2 separate regions of the Ovis aries genome follow, and region 2 is linked to region 1. A link is a contact called in public Hi-C data. All regions are on one chromosome and are shown on one strand. The core of a region is the stretch at or near the end of the contact, and the rest is flanking DNA. Distances in the headings are between cores, read along the strand shown. Region 1 overlaps CABLES1 (Cdk5 and Abl enzyme substrate 1). Region 2 holds the start of CABLES1 (Cdk5 and Abl enzyme substrate 1).

The links. Hi-C and Micro-C count contacts between places; a contact is called where the count stands out from the background.
Region 2: a Hi-C map of mixed tissues shows a contact between it and region 1, with 2.0 times the contacts expected there. The contact joins the promoter of CABLES1 here to the enhancer-like site in region 1. A contact is called at or near these places in 2 of 16 Hi-C or Micro-C datasets (mixed tissues and tail adipose tissue).

Annotation. Positions count from the first base shown.
Region 1 is chr23:33,750,493-33,753,770 of ARS-UI_Ramb_v3.0, reverse strand. It overlaps CABLES1 (Cdk5 and Abl enzyme substrate 1), which reads left to right. Exons shown (of 10, transcript XM_015103631.4): 8 at 2,925-3,031. Among named protein-coding and RNA genes, the nearest start is that of CABLES1, 96 kb to the left of the region's middle. Within about 2 kb of position 1,285, at least 11 of the 54 cell types and tissues checked have an H3K27ac peak or open chromatin away from gene starts, as enhancers often do.
Region 2 is chr23:33,846,881-33,850,630 of ARS-UI_Ramb_v3.0, reverse strand. It overlaps CABLES1 (Cdk5 and Abl enzyme substrate 1), which reads left to right and starts at 2,420. Exons shown (of 10, transcript XM_015103631.4): 1 at 2,420-3,344. The coding sequence starts at 2,482.

The sequences.
Region 1 (3,278 bases), core at 36-2,535:
TGTTCCCTCGAGGGAACCAGGGCTGAGGACAGCGAGGCCTGTCGTCCTCTGAAATCTGACGGCAGGGTCTTCCTAGGCTCTGAGCAAGTCTTCCCATACTTGGCGCCTGGCCAGTCTGGAACTGTGGCCCACAGGCACACTGTGTGTGCAGGGTCCTGTCTGGGCAAGGGCCTGGGAGCAGACTGTCACTTTGGGGGCCGCCCACACAGCCACCGTGATTGCATGCCCCGAGCACCTAATCGTGAGCAGCCTGCACAGCTGGTGCCTGCAGCCGTCCACATAAAGCACGTGACAGAGAAGCCAGAAGAAGCAGCAGGCACAGGGAGCTGAAACCGCCTGAACTAGTGCCCAGACGTCGAGGGGCTGCAAACCTCCCCCAGAAGGCATCAGAGAAGGCCACCTCTGCAACGCCGGGTGGCAAAGCCGGAATTCAGAATTCTGCCACCGAGAAAATGAATTTGAGGGCTTGATCATGTGCAGCCCTCGCTGGGGGCCAAGTGCTGAGCCAAGGGCCTCATAGCATCAACTCACTGGTCTTCCCTCTACCCTCCTCTCAAGCATCCAGCATGGAAACAAATATACATTTCCACTCATCCTGCTGCCAAGGAAACTAAGCCCCTAGCTCTGTACCCCCAAGAGCGCGAATGAGGCTGCATGTAAAAATAAAGGACATCTCCTGTGAGGTCCAGGCTTGGGATGGCCTGAGCCCTCCTGGCCCCACCTTCAAGGCTGCAAGCTGGGCTGGGTTGTTGCTGTTCACTGGGTTGTTTTAAAGCTAGGGCTGGTCAGGAAGTGGCGTGGGAGGTCCCCAGGGCTGTGGTGAAGAGATGACATTAGCGCCTTTAGGGGAAACAGCTCTGCTGTTATCCCATGTCCCCACAAAGATGTCCTGTTACAATAGAGGTAAATGCCATCAACGAAGACAGTGTCTGCTGGTTCAGTTATGCAGTGCAGCATCCACCCAAGCTAGTTTAAGAAGAAAGGCATTTTTTTACAGGGTACTAAACAGCCTGTCGTCACTGGGGAGGCTGGTGCAACAGCCTGAATTGGGATTTCAGGAATGATCCCCAAACTGTACTGCAGAACCAGGTCCCCAGGGGAATGTGCACCGGCCATCAGCTCCAGGCATGACACCCCTGCCACCTCCAGGGTCAGGACGCTGCCACTGCTCCCAGCTCCGGATCCATGCTGCCCTGCTGTGGTTCACACCCATGTTCCCAGCTCCGGATCCATGCTGCCCTGCTGTGGTCCACACCCATGCTCCCAGCTCCAGATCCATGCTGCCCTGCTGTGGTCCACACCCATGTTCCCAGCTCCGGATCCATGCTGCCCTGCTGTGGTCCACACCCATGCTCCCAGCTCCGGATCCATGCTGCCCTGCTGTGGTCCACACCCATGCTCCCAGCTCCGGATCCATGCTGCCCTGCTGTGGTCCGCACCCATGCTGCCAGCTCCGGATCCATGCTGCCCTGCTGTGGTCCGCACCCATGCTCCCAGCTCTGGATCCATGCTGCCCTGCTGTGGTCCACACCCACGGAATGGAAACTGGGACTCCAGGGCTTCTGCCATCACTCCTCTTGGCAGCAGAAAGAAGCCCAGCCTCCGCTTCCACTCTGCTTTCTGACCTTTCTGACACCAGTGCATCACCCCAGAGGAGCTGGAATAGTGTGTGGAATCCTAGCTGCAAAGAAATCGGGAAGGACAGCGCGGCGTCTGGAAGGGGCTGGCTATCCAAGCCATAGTGTATAGCGAAGGGGGATGACTGGGATTTAGGCAAGTCCACCCAGGGACTTAGGGAAGATGATCCTGCAGAAATAACATTGCAGGCGAGGCAAAGGAGTATCTGATTTGCATAAAAACCACCTGGGCAAGATCACAGTGCTGAGAGCAAGGCCCTGTCCTTAGACACTGACTCAGTGGAACAGGAGCACAGCCCAGTTGGCTCGATAAAATTCTCCAGTGTGCTTTAGATACATTGGGTTCTCTTTGTTTGATCTTTGAGAGAAACCTGTGAAGCAGCCCGACAGGTGTTGTTATCTTGTGTAGCAAAGAGGAGGGTGAGGCTCAGGTTAAGCCACTTTTTGCAAGTTGCCTGACTCGCTGGACATGGAGCCTCCAGCCTCTGCCCCCAACCCTTTCCACCTTCAGCCGCCTGGAGCTGCTCCCGGCTGCCACTAACCACTACTCTTTCAGTCTGATTCAGAACAGGAAAGCAGTGCGCCCTTCTTCAGTGGGGACAAGCCTGGTCACCTCTCTGACCCTCTGTTTCCTCCTCCATAAGGTTAGGGTGGCTGGAAGGCACTTGCAAATTTTTCTTTCAGCAGTGGGAGGCTTCTTTCAAGAGAAGTGTTGTGCTGAGACTTCCCTGGCAGTTCAAGTGATTAAAACTCCACGCTTCCACTGCAGGGGGCCCAATTTCTATCCCTGAACAGGGAGCTAGTATCCCACACACCAAAAAAAGGGTGGAAAGAAGCATTGCATGTATCTACATGTAAGACAGAAAACAGCAGAGCTGCTGTGATTGCCACTGGGTGAGATCCAGTCATCTCTCATCCCTCCTCCAGCTCCTGGAATATCCTCGCTGGGGGCTCACCCAGCTTTGGCACCCAACGAAAGATGGAGCTTCTTTGCTCGAACCTGCTGACATCATCACAAACCTCGTGACTGTCTGCCAGGCACTGACTCTGGTGGCCAGGGCTGCTAAATGTCACCGGGTCCTGCTGATGACTGGACTTTCGTTTCCATCCACCTGCAGGGGTCCTGCCCCAACGGGCTCCTGCATCCGGCAGAGCCCTCAAGATGGCTCTAGCCTGGGTTCCCCGTTGCTGGTGGTGGGGGTGTTAGAAGTTGGGTGTGACTTGCATGTGACTATGACCCATGACCCATATTTTAAGGAGTGACTTGTGTGGCCCGATCTGTTTCAGACCACAGTGATTGACTACGTAAAGCCCTCCGATCTCAAGAAGGACATGAACGAGACCTTCAAGGAGAAGTTCCCTCACATTAAGTTAACACTCAGCAAAATTCGGAGGTAGGTGAGGACGGAAAATCCCATGGACAGAGGAGCCTGGCCGGCTGCAGTCCAGAGGGTCACAAAGAGTCGGACACGGCCAAGCGCACACACACACTGGGGCTGGGCTCCCACCTGAACTTCCCCCAGGCCCTTCCCCCAGCACATCCTGAGCTCTTGCTTTGTATGCCGGCTCTTCTGTTGTTCTGGGGAAGTGAAACAGGTCATGTTCAGCTCTAACTAAAGAGGCTCGTCCGATGCTGGCTGA
Region 2 (3,750 bases), core at 1,171-3,670, 96 kb before region 1:
AGGCAGATTCTTAACCATCTGAGCCACCAGGGAAGCCCAGCACATAGTGGGTGAACAGTAAATTGTATCTCTCCTGATCACCATAAGATCACAGAACCAGTTAATTCTTATTTGATGCTTACTAAATATTTGATATTAGTTTGCATATTTAACCCTTAAAATAGCCTGAATGGGCAAATAAATGAATATTGATGAAAAAATCTAATACCCAATGCTGGCAAGAGTGAGGAAGCAGATTGTAGCAACTTTTCTGGATAGAAAGCCTTAAAAACATGATCGGGGCCAGATCATCTTGCCCCAGCATCTATTTAACCTAAGAAAATAATACTGGATAAGTAGCAAGATTTAGAAAAATAGAGGATGTCATCGTCACTCTTTATAACAGCAAAAGGGAAACATCCTAAATGTTCAATGTAGGGCATAGGTTTAATAATTATAGTTTCTCCATCAAATTGAACACTGTGCAGTCATTAAAATGATGCTAAATAAAAATAAATACAGTGATGCTATAGAAAAATATTCTTAAAAGGAGGATAATTGAAACACAGCAAGTAAAGATCACAAGAGACAAACAGCTTGCTTTAACCTGTTTAATAAACACAGGACAGAAATCAAAATTGTAATAGTTATTTCCATATGAGACGAGATTGTTAATGAAGCTTTTTTCCCCCTACTTCTCTTTACTTATTCTGTAAATGTTCTGCAATTAATATATACCACTTTTGTGATTTAAAAAGTCTTTCTTTTACATGTGCAGTGGAGGTGGGTTTTTTAAACACTGCCTGCCAGCACAACCAGAACAGTGGTCAAGTAAATTAAGTTAGTTGTAATAGAGTAACTTGGGAGTTTCAAGAAGTTAAACAGAGTAATTAAAAATCCTAATGAAATTACACAGAGCTGGTGACTTAGCTGCAATAAGGCTGCTCTATATTCTTGGTTCCAGTTTTTCAAAAGGCCTAAAAATGGCATAAAATAAAAAATGAACAATTGTTCACGTAAAGGGCCATGTGCCAAGTTTGGCCTAAGCCACTGTAACCTGAACTCGCCCATATCTCCTCCTCCAGGCTGGCTGCATGTCTCTGGAAGGGTGTATTTGCCCTGCATTACTCAATTTACTTTCCTGAACTTGAAATGGAGTGGAATTTCAATGTAGAGTTACCCATTAGCTCCAAGGCTAAATTTAAACCTTTAATTAAATTAATCACTTGATCTTAAACACATTGCTTCTCCCTCAGGAAAGTGTAGAGAGGTTTCTTAGATGTCAGAGAACTCGTCAGTGTGACAACTGTTACTACTGCCTTTGATAAGTCACCCAAACCGCAGAGGGAAATCTGCAGGCATTTTCAGATGGTCCATGGTAAAGCCCCCTCTACCCCAGAACTGAAGGTTGTTGGCGGTGGGGCTGGGGTACAGCATACTGCCACCCCTCCCAGATCCGTCCTTGCAGCTCTGGAAGGGTCACTGCATGCATCCTTGGACAGGCACTTATTTAATAGAAGACACTGGTAGGGTTTGGGGTTCTTGTGCACCCCGGGGTGTGTATTTATAACAGGAGCTGCGTCCTCAGCCTGCAAATGAATGAGACACAAACTCAACGGTCAGCGACCGCTTGCTGGTGGGACTGTCCACATAAAGGGGTGTGGCCTTACTCGTGTAACTATTAATAAGGACTTATTTCTCCGGGCCCAACAAGGGCAGCGCGGGATCCAGTTAACAAGTTCGCGGGCCAAATCGCTTCAATTCCAGTAACTCGTCCCGCAGACCTATAACCCTCCCGGGACCACATCCTCACGCGTGACTCGGAGCTCTGCTCACGCTCCGTAATTCCCAGTCCAAGCGCGACGGGGAAGCGTGCTCGCCTCCCGCACCTGGGCGCGCGCCCCGGCAGGGAGCCACCAACTCTCCCCGCAGTCAGCTAGGACTACCTGGACCGCCAGGCCGATCCCCGCCCCGCCACCCGCTCGGTTTTCCCTTCCTCCTCCTCTTCCTCCTCCGCCGTCTCCCCCCCGCCCCCGCCCCCGCCGCCTCCCGCTGCCTGCCTGCGCGGCTGCCGCCTGCGGCTTTGTTTTCCTCCCAGGTTTCACCCCCCCCACACGTGATACTGTGGTTTTTTTTGCATAGAGCTTTTCGCAGAGCGAGCGCGGGGCGCGCGCACCTATAAATACCGACCCGGGGGCCAGGGAGCCGGAGATCGCGGGGTCCGGAGGGCCCGGCACCGATCCCGCAGGCGGGCGGGCGGGCGGGCAGACGGCCAGCGAGCCAGCCAGCAGCCGCGCGCGTGGGCTGGGGCGGCGGCGCCCCCCGCCCGAGCACCGAGGGGCGAGCATGGCCCGCCCGCTGGGGGGACGGGCCGCCGCGCACGCCGCCCGCGCCCCGCGCCCTGCCCAGCCCGGGTCACCGGCGCTCGCGCCCGCCGCTTAGCACTCGGGCGCCACTCGCTTCTCCGGGGGCATCGCGGAAATCTCGCCGCAGACGGACACAATGGCGGCGACTGCCGCCACCACGGCCGCCACCGCCGGCACGGCCGTCCGCAGCAGCAGCACCAGCAGCGCCTGCACCGACGCCGCGGGCACTGGCAGATTGCAGCCGCCGCCGCAGCCCCGGCCCGCGGCCGCAGCGCCGGCCCAGCCGCCGCTGCCGCCGCCCGAGCCCCCCAGGAAGCCGCGCATGGATCCGCGGCGCCGCCAGGCTGCCCTCTCCTTCCTCACCAACATCTCGCTGGACGGCCGGCCGCCGCTGCAGGAAGAGGAGTGGGCCGGCGGCGAGGACAGCGGCGCGGCCAAGCCCGGCAGCGGCTGCGGCGCGAGGACTCGGCTCAGCCTGCTAGTCGCCGCCGAGCGGGGCGGCTGCGGCGCGCTTTCCGCGGCGGGCGCGGCGGCGGCGGCGGCGGCAGCGGCGGCTGGATCGGGCCCCTGCCTCCCGCCGCCCTCGCCGCTGCCGCCGCTCGTCCCCGGCGGCCACGCGACCGTGCTCGGCCCCGGGGCGGCCCGGGGGTTCGCTAGCCCCCTGGGCGCCGGCCGGGCGTCGGGGGAGCTGTGGCAGCCGCCCCGGCCCGCGCCTTTCGCCGCCGGCGTTCAGCTGCAGCCGCCAGACGGGCCCGGGGACGCCGGGCCGGAGGAGCTGGAGGAGGACGATGCCTTTACCGGAGTGCACGTGCCGGCGGCCGCCTTCCTGAGCTCCGGGACCCCCGGGAGCGGGAGCGGCAGTCGGGGCCGCCTCAACTCGTTCACTCAGGGAATCCTGCCCATCGCCTTCTCCAGGCAGACCTCGCAGAACTACTGTTCGCTGGAGCAGGCGGGCCCGGGGAGCGGCTCCAGTGCCTTCGAGCAGCTGCAGAGGTCCCGGTGAGTAGCCAGGACGCGGCGCGCGCCTCTCGTGACCCTGCCCGGCTGGCGCTCTGCTGCGGGACACCGGGCGCTCCCACTTCCCGCGCCCTGCTGGATCCCTGGGCTTCTGGCGCGAATTCCAAACCGCGAGGGCACTCGGAAGAAGGAAGGTCTCTGGGGAGCGCGTGTATGTGTTCACACGTGTGTGCACGAGCCAGCACTCACCGAGAAGCACCGTGCTCATGCAAAGGGGGTTGGAGGTAGAGGTTGCGGGAGCCCAGCACAAAAAGTGGCATCAAAACCTCTCATTGCAAAGAAAAGAGCACGAGCTTTCAGAAACCCGGGCCGGACCCGGATAAGCACTCTCCTCACGCCCGGCAAGACTAGGCAGGACGCAGAGTCCAGCAGTGGGTCCGGCAGCCGG